4 separate regions of the Mus musculus genome follow, and all the other regions are linked to region 2. The links are chromatin contacts, called in public ChIA-PET and promoter capture Hi-C maps. All regions are on one chromosome and are shown on one strand. The core of a region is the stretch at or near the end of the contact, and the rest is flanking DNA. Distances in the headings are between cores, read along the strand shown. Region 1 holds the start of Atf6 (activating transcription factor 6). Region 2 holds the start of Arhgap30 (Rho GTPase activating protein 30). Region 3 holds the start of Vangl2 (VANGL planar cell polarity 2). Region 4 holds the start of Slamf6 (SLAM family member 6).

What was found. Promoter capture Hi-C pulls out the DNA fragments that hold promoters and counts their contacts. ChIA-PET counts read pairs in DNA pulled down with a chosen protein or histone mark.
Region 1: a promoter capture Hi-C map of hematopoietic stem and progenitor cells shows a contact between it and region 2. The contact joins the promoter of Atf6 here to the promoter of Arhgap30 in region 2. A contact is called at or near these places in 10 of 39 promoter capture datasets (the C10 cell line, the HPC-7 cell line, cranial neural crest and 5 more), 1 of 484 Hi-C or Micro-C datasets (B cells) and 2 of 115 datasets of contacts at active chromatin or transcription factors (the SCID.adh cell line and memory CD8 T cells).
Region 3: a promoter capture Hi-C map of pre-B cells shows a contact between it and region 2, with 5 times the contacts expected there. The contact joins the promoter of Vangl2 here to the promoter of Arhgap30 in region 2. A contact is called at or near these places in 3 of 39 promoter capture datasets (hippocampal neurons, liver and pre-B cells) and 1 of 115 datasets of contacts at active chromatin or transcription factors (forebrain).
Region 4: an RNA polymerase II ChIA-PET map of memory CD8 T cells shows a contact between it and region 2, with 87 read pairs. The contact joins the promoter of Slamf6 here to the promoter of Arhgap30 in region 2. A contact is called at or near these places in 2 of 39 promoter capture datasets (hippocampal neurons and pre-B cells) and 1 of 115 datasets of contacts at active chromatin or transcription factors (memory CD8 T cells).

The regions. Positions count from the first base shown.
Region 1 is chr1:170,866,420-170,869,119 of GRCm38.p6, reverse strand. Atf6 (activating transcription factor 6) reads left to right here and starts at 1,349. Exons shown (of 16, transcript NM_001081304.1): 1 at 1,349-1,470. The coding sequence starts at 1,419. It overlaps Gm9929 (a long non-coding RNA gene), which reads right to left and starts at 1,290. Exons shown (of 2, transcript XR_003948181.1): 1 at 1,206-1,290; 2 at 1-539.
Region 2 is chr1:171,387,657-171,390,356 of GRCm38.p6, reverse strand. It overlaps Arhgap30 (Rho GTPase activating protein 30), which reads right to left and starts at 1,397. Exons shown (of 12, transcript NM_001005508.2): 1 at 994-1,397. The coding sequence starts at 1,090. It overlaps Nectin4 (nectin cell adhesion molecule 4), which reads right to left. Exons shown (of 9, transcript NM_027893.3): 9 at 2,070-2,700.
Region 3 is chr1:172,026,022-172,028,721 of GRCm38.p6, reverse strand. Vangl2 (VANGL planar cell polarity 2) reads left to right here and starts at 1,427. Exons shown (of 8, transcript NM_033509.4): 1 at 1,427-1,724.
Region 4 is chr1:171,916,126-171,918,825 of GRCm38.p6, reverse strand. It overlaps Slamf6 (SLAM family member 6), which reads right to left and starts at 1,364. Exons shown (of 9, transcript NM_001347186.1): 1 at 1,034-1,364. The coding sequence starts at 1,118. All of the region lies in intron 1 of Gm37065 (predicted gene, 37065), which reads left to right.

The DNA.
Region 1 (2,700 bases), core at 100-2,599, 520 kb after region 2:
TCAGCACTCGGGAGGCAGAGGCAGGCGGATTTCTGAGGCTACAGAGTTCCAGGACAGCCAGGGCTACACAGAGAAATCCTGTCTCGAAAAAAAAATTTTTTTTTTAAAATTTATATATATATAATTCCAACGACGAAAGGAATGTCATTTGTCGTAGGGGGACTTCAGAATCGCGAGTGTGCGTGTGTTCGTGTATGTATGCATGTATGTGCACGCGCGTGCTGCGTATTGCACATGCATGTGTGTATGTATGTGTGTATGTATGTGTGTGTATGTATATATGTATGTATGTGCGCGCGGGCGGTGCATTGCACGTGTGTATGCGGGTGTGGTCCCAGCCGGACTTCACGAATTCTGACCTGGCTTTCCTCTCACCTTGTTGCATTCCGCAATCGCAATCGGTAGTAACCGCAGCCACGAGGAGCTCGGAGGATTCTGGGAAGCATTTATGTTTGTTTGTAACCATGGGAAAAGTTCCTCTCGGTCCTAGAGGGATCCGTGTTCATTCACCGTCTGGGTTTGAATGCAGTCCCTGGCTACTGAAATCGAGTAAAACCGAAAAGTAAACAACACTAAGTAGGTTCTCGAAACTGTTGTTTCAAATTGCTCACATTTTCCAGTTGGAATCCGTGATGCATGATTCTTCTCTAAAAATATTTAGAATTTTGGATTTTAGTAATAAGAGATTGACAGCTTATTGCGAGTTTTAGAAACTCTTCTTTAGGAGGTAAGTGCGGACATGGAGAATTTATCTTATATATTTTCTTTGTTTAAATTTGTTTGAAGGTGGGTTTTCTACAAGTATTATTTGTGAGAAAGTTTACCTCGGATTCTGTCCCAGTAAAGGAGTGGTTCTAACACATGTCGGAAATTTGTATTTTTCTTTATTTACCGTGTACGTGGAAAATTTTTACAGCGATTGAAAAGCATTTATAAATACAGAATCAGGTTTACTGTCAATTTCTAATTTCGTTCTGAGATGTCTATATCGTAGTATTAAGCACAAAGAACAAGCCACTATGATCAGGAGACTTTTCAGTTTTAGTACTATCAGCGAATTTTAACAAAGCGGTAAAATCTGCGTGCTCTTCGCTCAATTTAAAAAAAAAAAGAGAGAGAGGGAGAGAGAAACAAAAAAGAACAACCACAAAACCCCACAGCGGGACAGAAAGTGCTGAAATCCTCGTAGGGAAATATTTACTCACAAGTCTATTGAGTTTGCTTATCTGCTGACGTCTCCTTAGCTTTGGATCCCAGTTCCCGCGTGCGGTGAGATAGTTTGCCTCCGCCCGGCCACCGTCCGTGTCAGCGTTCAGCTTATTTTGTCCTCCGGCCGCCGCCGTTTCAGGTTACTCACCCATCCGAGTTGTGAGGGAGAGGTGTCTGTTTCGGGGAAGCCGGCTTGTGTTGCCGGCGCCATGGAGTCGCCTTTTAGTCCGGTTCTTCCTCATGGACCAGATGAAGACTGGGGTGAGTGGATCTGCGAATGTACCCGAGCTAGGTCGGGCCGCGTCTGCGGGTTTTTTTCTCCTCCCGATTTCCGCCCGGTGGCGGTGACAGGTGTGGACGACCCGTGTCCGGGGAGCGAGGCCACGGGTTGAGGGTCGTAGAAGAGGCTGGCAGAGCCTCTGGGCTTCTGTCCTGGCCGTAGCAATAATGGAATGATGTTCTAATTGAAATTGCTGTAGTTTTTCAGCGTGTGTTCCTGGTGGAAATTCCAGGTGATCGTGAGGGACCAGAACTTAGTAGGATGATGATTGTAGCTGCCCCAAAGGCTCCAAGCTATTTTCTCAGACTGTGGGCGTGTGGCTGGGGAGCGCTGAGTGTGTGTGTGTGTATGTGTGTGTGTGAGTGTGTGTGTGTGTGTGTGTGTGCGCGCGCGCGCACTGAACGTGTACGAGATATGTTGAGAAAACTTGGTTAAAATACAGAAGAAAATCCTTGGCTCCCAGCTTGAACTGTTGGTTTAAGACATAGATCCAAATTGGCAAAGAAGAAACTCTCCCAAGCACCTGACCTCGTGTCCCTGATTACTAGATCTAACACAAACTGATGTAATCCTGACTGCTGTCCAAACACAGCTCTGAAATCTCTTGTTAAGTCTATTTTTAGTGTTCAGGAAGGATGGACCAGAGAATGACAAGGAACAAGCTTTGGCATCCAAATCCTTAGAGAAAGCTGATAGTCCCTTCTCGATTTCAAGACAGAATGTTAACAGGATTATGTGTGTTAATATGTGAATGGAGTTCTGTAGGTGGCTCAATGGATCCTGTAGTGAGACTACATTGTCCTTCAGTTTTGGGGACACTTTTTTTTCATGGACTAACATTCCACTATAACATGAGTGGGCCCTCAACTAGGAAGTGTTGGAATCCTAGTTTAATTTAACAGTGGCAGATGCTCTCTACAATTACAATCTATAAAAGGTTTATTTTAATCTTTGGGCCGATTTTGACAACTTTCTGGAAAAAAAAAACCTTTAAATGTTCATTCTCCAGTTCATTTCCCCAGCTAAATGCTTTTGTTATAGTAACAGCAGTCACTTGTTTAGGACTTTATTTTGCTAAGCACACTACATGTGTTATTTATGTTATGTTCATAACAGTCCAATGAGGTCCCGCCATCCTATAGATGTTGAAACAGAGGTTGACAGAATCTGTTCTCTGAGTCTTAGACGAGTAAGTGATAAAGTAGGATCAG
Region 2 (2,700 bases), core at 148-2,647:
GGACACAAGGGCGGGGCCAAGAGCAGGAAATGAGCTGGGAACCACCACCACCCTCCCTTCACTGCAGGCAACCAGAGAAGGGGGACAAAGAGGAAATGACAGATTGGGGTGGGGTGGAGTGGAGGGGGGCAGAATTGTGCCCCCTTTTTTTGTTAAGTTGCTCTGCGTGCTGAAAACAAGCTGGGCAGTGTAGTCGGGTCGGCACTGATCAATTTCAGAACAAATTAAGGCCTGGTTCTGAGTGGTGACTGCATGTCCTACACAGTGATGAGCTCCCAGGCCCACTGCAGAGGGAGCTCCAGACTGGGTGCACACCCCTCTTTATTGTAGTTTCCACTCCCCACTTCAAACCAGGGCTGAAGCAGTCTGGTTCACTTTTCCCGCATTCCCGGTGCAGTCTACCATCAACGGGTTTCTTCTTTGCAAGCAATTTAAAGAAGAGTGTCACTCCTCCCTGCTGCCCCCACTCCTGTGGCCCAGCAAAGGTGCAGAAGGGCTAGGTCCTTGTCCCTTGGTGCTGTTCTCCAGTTAGAATGCCTTCCTCTCCCCTCCGCAAGTTCTATCCTCAGACTCGCTGGGCCCTTTCTTACCTGTATCTCCACTTAGTGTTCCACCAACTATCCCTTCAGCCATTCTTCTGGCATCCGACCTCCATTCCCTCCACCCTGTCCCCAGTCTCCATTCTCTCATCTGATTCATCCACCTCTCCAGATTTTCCAAATCTCATCCCCCACCCCACCCCGGGACACATTCCCTCGGCATTCCCATCCTCGAGTTCTCAGCTACCCGGTCCCTAACTACCGCAGAAGGGCACCTCTCCATCTTCTTCTCTGAGCCACATTTCCTGTCTTGCCTTTGCCTAGATCTCAGGTGTGGTGATCCTGGGCCACTGCCCGTTCCCTAAGAGCTCATTCTGCCCAACGGAGAAGACAAGGTTGGCGTCTGCATGGCAATCCAGCCACCCAGCTGCCCCGTTCCAATTGACCTCCTTACCTTCCTGGCCCGAGTGCTGTAGATGCTCACGTAGGTCACACCCAAACACCCGTTCCTTAGAGCTGCCCTTCTTCTTTCCTTTCTGCCGAGACTTCATGACCAGGGCCCCCCGGGATCTCTGTCCCCCAAGACCTTTGACCTACCAGTCCCCCATGGAATCCCAGTCAGTAGTTGGGCTTGGCCCAGCCCCAGGGGGGGCAGGGCTCCAAACTGGAGGTGGAGGGTGGCCTGGGCAAGGGACAGCAGCGCTTGCCTCTGGGGGGCCCCTGGGGCCACACGGAAGTAGATATGGAAGAGGAAGCTACCAGAACCCTGGCATGAAGCTGTGTCTCGTGGCCAAGCTGAGCGCTAGCCCTTCTCGTCCTGTGCAGCTCGAGGGGGAGCAGGAAGCTGTGCAGCTCCTCAAACCCGCTTCCTGTTAGAGCATCTTTGCAACCACAGGCCTCGGGTGGGGGAGGTAGCTGGCATTCACATCCTCATCATTGCTGGGACTCCATTCATTGGTCACAGCAGAAGGTGATGTCAGAATCTCGGGGTGGAGTAAGGGTGCCTGGGGTGTGAGCAGGTGGCTGCCATTTCTAGAGACCGAAATCTCTAGGTGGGACAGAGACCCGAGGCTTTGCCTGTGAGCACGGCAGGAAAGGACCACGAAGAACATACCCAGGGTGGGGGATTCTTTGATGACCCTGCCATCTTGGTCAGGTCACATTACTTCACTGAGCCTCCAGTCGCTGTACATTTGAAAATGAGGACACAGACCAGGTGACTTTGAGTTTCAGTTTCTTTGTCTGTCAAAGGGTACACGGCTGACCACCCCACACAGCTGCTGGAAGTTTCCAGTACAGTCAGATTAGAACCACTTTAGAAACTAAGGCACTGGCTTCCCCAAAAGGAGGTTATGTCCACACGGCCCTACCTGAGGGCTCTCAGAAATGGTTACAATGTCTTTTGAAAGCCACTTGCTCCTTTCTTAGCTGTATCTGGGCCCTTTCCCTGGGAGGGAATCACATAGAGACTCAGTCCATAGCACTTGTGACTTACCCAGTTCAAGGGGCAAGACAGGAATCAGACAAAAAAAGGTTTTATCTGTTTATTTAAAAACAGAATATCATTTTATGTACAAATATACATATATTTACATGAAATATACATACTAAGACCCCAGATCCTTGGGGTCCATAAGTCCTGGGCTGCTTGGGAATGAAATGAGAGTTTCTCCTTTAGACCAGCAGATTTCAGGCCACACAAGGGTTGGATACTAAATCCCAGTATTCTGACTGCGTAAGTTTGGGCAGGCTAAAGAAAAACAAACATCTTACCCCAGGCTCCACACATACAAAGTGCCAGAGAGCCCCGGATTAATGACTCAGAAACCCCTGGGGAAGGGCCTGTTCTCACCCTCACCCACAACACCCCTTTCTCTTCACCTGAACTTCCACCTTCCCCGCGACCTACCCTCTGCCCTCAACACAACTGAACCAGGAGTCCTTGACAACAAGTCCCAACGCCGTGAAGGTACAAACCACTGTAGACACAGCGAGGACAAGATTCGAGGGGCCATGGGAGCCAAGCCCCCCCATCCCTAGTCTCTTATCCAGTGTTCAGACCTCATACCCCAGGTTCCAGACTCCTCCAGCTGTCAGCCCCCTCCCCAGAACCTCTGTGGGTGAAGGCATCCTAGGAAGAGAACTTTCCAGAACCACAGGC
Region 3 (2,700 bases), core at 178-2,677, 640 kb before region 2:
ATTCACGTCGTCTTAACGCTAAGTTCTTTGCTAATATGCGGGAACAGTGGCTGGAGAGAAACAAGGGTTTGGGCAGAGCTGAAGGGAAGCAGCGTTTGTTTAGCTTCTTCACCTTTGAACAGCCATATGCGGACAAAGACAATCTGTCCTCATTTGGGGACTGGTTCGAATGTATAACAGAGATGTGCCTGAGTTTTAGGGAAGACTCCATTAGAGAAAGGAACAGAGACTGGGAGTCGCCTTCTCTGGGATTTCTTAATCACAGGGTTGGGAGGGGCAGGTATCAGAATTGGAAGGTGGAGATGGTGGGGGTGTGGAAACGTGTTCGAAGATGCTTTTGAAGCGGCACTGTTCTAGGTAAGTGGCAGGTTACAAGGTAAATAGTACTAGCAGCAATGTAATAATGTAATAATACTTTTGCTTTCATTCACTCCGAGGGCAACCTGGCCTTCCCACAGCTACTTTATGGTGGGCTCGTCCCTGTTGGGTTCCTAGGCACTTTAGCAACTCTAACTGGTTTGTTTCTTAGTGTGCTCTGAACTGGAAATGCCCTAAATGTGCCAGATATTTTATTCTAGCCTACATTCCCTGGGTCCTACCTGCAAAGCTAAATTAGCCAAAAGTTTTGGAGTTCCGCATCCACCCGGGTTTTTTTTTTTTTTTCCTCTCTCTCTAGGCTTCCTGGGAGAAGGCCCCCCTCTCCTCTGGTGCCCCAAGTCGCGGGCCCTCGTCTTCTCCCCCTCCCCCTCTCCCCTAGGGCAGGATTCCCTTTGTAATTAATCCCAACACTCAAACCAGAGGGGAGGAAAACGTGTTAATGAGTGAGCGTCCCAGTCTGACTAGGCGGTCTTCGCTCACAGCTAGAACACCGAGTAATTAAATTATTTTTGGAAGAAGGAGGGGTATGGTGTCAGGGAAATACCGTATACATGGGAGAGGGGCCTGTCTCTTGTCACTAATTAATATCAGGGATGACCCTTTTCGCAGTTCTAGGCCGGAGGGGACCAATCTTCCCCACGTCTCAGATTCCACTGGAGTTTGTGAGACCAGGTTTGTGGTTCTAAAGAAGAGAATATGGCCAACATCAGGGCCTAGGGGAAAGGTTTTCAATCGGGGGTCGAAGAAGACAGCTCCAAGAGGGGCTGCGGGCTGGACCAAAGCCAAGAGCCGAGGCAGCTTCGAGCACACCTTCCTGGCCAGGTCTGGAAGCCAGGAGCGGATTCCCAGGATCCAGAGGGCGCAGGGCATGGCCAGGCGCAGGGCTGGGGGTGCCGCGACTCGGGGAAGAGCCGGGCCGCAGACAATGGACGCAGCAGCGGGAGGGGCGGCGGCTGCGGGAACAGCCGGGAGGCGGCACCTGGGAGCTCTCTCCCCGCCCCCTGCCCCCTTCTGGTCCCCTCCCCCTCTGGTCCCCTCCCCCTCCGCCGCCGGCTCCAGATCTGATTCCTGATCCCCGATTGCTTGGTTCTGGGTCCCGCCATGGGAGCCTGAGTGCCCTGCAGTCCCCTCCGGCCCCCTGCCCCCGGGGCCTCGAGGGGGAAACAGGCGAGTGGTCTGGGACGGAGCCGGGGTGAGCGACCTCAGGAGCCCCCCTCGTCAACCCCCATCGCCCGCGCTGCCGGTTCTGGAGCGCGGAGTTCGGAAAGACCGGGTGCGCTGCGGATACAAAGGCGCGGAGCGGAGTGGGGCGTGCGCCCAGTCCACCGGGCTGTTCGCAGTGGCGGGTGAGTGGCGGGCCGCGGGGGCGCGGGCAAAGTTTGCGGAAAAAAAAAAGGAAAGAAAGAAAGAAAGCAACAGAAAAAAGAAGGAAACCATGCAAAAGACCAGGGAGCGCCCGGCCCTGGAGAAAGCAGGATGGCTTCTGGGGGAAGGGGGGCTTGAGGCACCCCCTTCCGGTCTGTCCTCCACTGCACAGCGGAGTAACCCCAACTTTGGGGAGGGGAAGGGGCGTATGGGGAAGGGGCGGAGCCCAGGCCTTAAGAGCCGGGGACTTTCCTGGGCCGGGGGGCCCAGGGCGGGCGCCTGAACGATCCCAAGGGAACCCATTGAAGCCGGGGATTGGGTAGCGTGTGTTGGAGGTGGTGGGAGAGGCCGTGGAAGGATCGGAGGCTGGAGGTATTGGAAGCTGAAGGTATGTAGGGATGCATACACACCTTTGGAGTGTGGGGAGGAAGGGGCAGGTATGTGTTTAGGGGGTAGAGTGGATCCTTGAGAGATGGCCCCGCACAGCAGTGTGTGTGTGTAGCCCAAGGATGGGACTTGCGGCGATACTGGTGAATGTGTGTTGGGGTGTGTGTGGGGAACCAACGACATCATATTTGTCCCTTGTCCTATTTACTCATCGAAGGTCCTAAGCACTGCATTAGTGAGTTTTAAAGGGTTGGTTGGGGGATCAGTATGCATGATTCTTTGTTTTGTGTGTGTATGTGTGTGTGTGTGTGTGTGTGTGTGTGTGTGTGTGTGTGCATATACGCTTTGACGTACTGCGTGTTCCTGCAGGTGGGCCCTGGGTTTGGATGTGTAGATGTTTCTCTCTCTCTCTCTCTCTCTCTCTCTCTCTCTCTCTCTCTCTCTCTCTCTGTGTGTGTGTGAGAGAGAGAGAGAGAGAGAGAGAGCTGACCACACACATCTGCTGTGTATTTGGGTATGTATTTGTGTGTATACTCAAGGGAAGGGGTGTGTGTCTGTGTGTGTATGTGC
Region 4 (2,700 bases), core at 115-2,614, 530 kb before region 2:
TCTTCCCTGCCAAGACGTTAATTCCGCAGAACAGAAATTGTGTTGACTTAGTTCCTGAAACGCCCACAGTGCCGTGCATTCAGTGGTCATTTAGTGAATGGTTTATCAAATGACTTAATGAACCTTGCTTTCTTTTTCTTTCTGTTGTCAATTTGTCTAGATAGCTCTATATCTGCAGTATGTCTTGGTTTGTGTGTGTGCATGCACACAGGTGTTTGTTACTGAAAGTTTTAGTCAAGTGATTTGTTTTTATTTTTATTGGTTTTTTTCAGCTACCTGATGACTAATAGAATTTTCAAAAGTTATTTAAATTGCCATAGTCTAAGTTACTTGTAGCTATTAATAGAATAAATTCACAAACACGTTATGGACATCTAAATGTAATGCATGTTTAATAATTAGCTCATTTTCTGGAATAAAATAAATGCTAGGCTACCTATTGGTTCTTTTTTTTTTTCTTCAATGAATTCTCTCGGGGCTAGGTCTGTGTTAGTAGCCATTGCTTGATCTCCTGTTTTAGAACACTACGCTTCAGTCCAGATAGGCACCCTCTGAGTTCTTAAAGACAGTGAGAGCTTTCCAGATAGCAGGGAGAAGAAGCAGGCTCAGTCAATCCCTTCCTAATTGCAGTGTGAAAGCGTTGGTGGGTTTTCAGTATCTGAGCGAAGAGTGAAGCTCGGGAAAGATAATGAAGCCCCCTGAAGTCGCACAGTATCACAGTAGTTAAATTGTAGATCTTTTTCCCGCTTAAACTTATTTTTGTACCACAATACGCTGGTCACGAACAGTCCTGACTTACAAAGACTCATTTTCCATATCTCAGAAAACACTTCCCTTCCCCTTGGCCCCCAGCCGAAGTGTTTGCTCTGAATCAGTCCCGTGGCAGTCTGCGGGAAGCAGTTCGCTAGGACCACGGTGAGCTTTCTAAGTCTCTGAATAGAGAACTGGGCAGTCAACCTGACCAAGAGGAGCAAGGCATTCCAAAGAAGGAACTCACTCAGTGACTCAATCAGTTTCCACAGACGTTTTTTACCTGAGCCGAGGCAGAAGACAAGTGGAAAGAGCCAGACCATCCTCTGACAGGCGGAGTCGGGTGCTGGAGCCCTTGAGACAGCCATTCTTTCATAAGCTTGTCGCTGAGACTTTCTGTTCCCCTATTGATGAGAGCTCTTCCTCTATGTTAGCAAACCTTTGGTTGTCGTGATTAACTTCACACTTGGCTTACAAGAATATCTTTTGTAAGCTAAGACTCTTAGCAGTAGGGAACGTGGAACTTGAACGGGCCATCTTCTGTAACCAGGCAAGACTTCTGGTGGAGGGACTGGGACACCAACCCAGCCACAAAAACCTTCTACTTATGATTTGTCTTGCCAGCAAGATGTGCTGGGGTAAAGGTGACACAGAAATTGTGGGAGTGGCCAATCAGTGACTGGTCCATCTTAAGACCTATGCCAGGACGGGGAGCCCACTCCTGATACTGTGTGGAGAGCCATGAAGCAGAGGCTGGATAGCCCAGAGACACAACAAACAAACAAACAAACAAACAAACAAACAAACCAACCATAGCAAAACAAATCTGCTATACTTGAGGCAGGAGCCTAGCCCAGTTGTCATCAGAGAGGCTTCACCCAGCAACTGATGGAAACAGATGCAGAGATCCAGAGTCAAACATCCTGTGGAGCTTGGGGAATCTTGCAGAAGAGGTGGAGGAAGGATTGTTGGAGACAAAGGGGTCAAGGACACCTCAAGAAAACCTACAGAATCAATTAGCCTGGGTTCATGGGGCGCTCACAGAGACTGAAGTGGCAACTAGGGACCCTGCATGGTTCTAACCTAGGTGCTATATATATATATATATATATATATATATATTATATATATAATGATTATGTAGCTTGGTCTTCTAGTAGGACTTCCAACAGTGGGATAGGGGGCTGTCTCTGACTCTTGCCTGATTTTGGGACTCTTCCTCCTATTGGGTTGCCTAGTCCTTATGAGGGGAGGTACCTAGTTTTATTGCAACTGGATATGCCTTGTTTGGTTGATATCCCTGAGAGACTTGCTCTTTTCTGGAGCGAAAAGGAAGAGAACTGGATGGAGGGGGCTGAGGGAGGTGTTGGGGGAAGTAAGGGGGGAGGGGAAAGACTGGGAGGGAGGAGAGAGGGAAACTGCTGTCAGGGATGTAATATATATGAGAGAAGAATACCTTGAAAAAGAAAGGAAATACCTTGAATGATTTTAACTTAGAAATTTTTAGAGAGACTTAAATCGTGTCCTCTCTACGCACTTGAGAAAATGTTCACCTTGTCTGTGCCATCTTCTGTAATGCTTGTCAGATCTTACTCGTTTATAATGTGGCTCAGTTGTTATTTTTTTTTGCCCCAATCCCTGTGGTTCTGACCTCGGAAGATTCGGATGCTGGAGGCTTGGTCTCCAGTATGTTGATGCAGATGTGGTGGCAACTTTGAGAAGGTCCAAGTAGAAAAGTATTAGGTCATTGATGGTGCTCTGAGAGTGGGCTGTCAGGTATGCAAATGCCTTTGAACCACCCCCACGCCTACAGATAACCCCTCATCCGTGCACCTGTCAGTAACCTCAAAGAACTAATCCGGACTTGTGAGGGCTGTTTCTTTGTTTTGTTCTCAGTCCTATATGAGGTGATTAGAGATACTTGCTCAAATCTCCCCAGGGGGGGGGGGG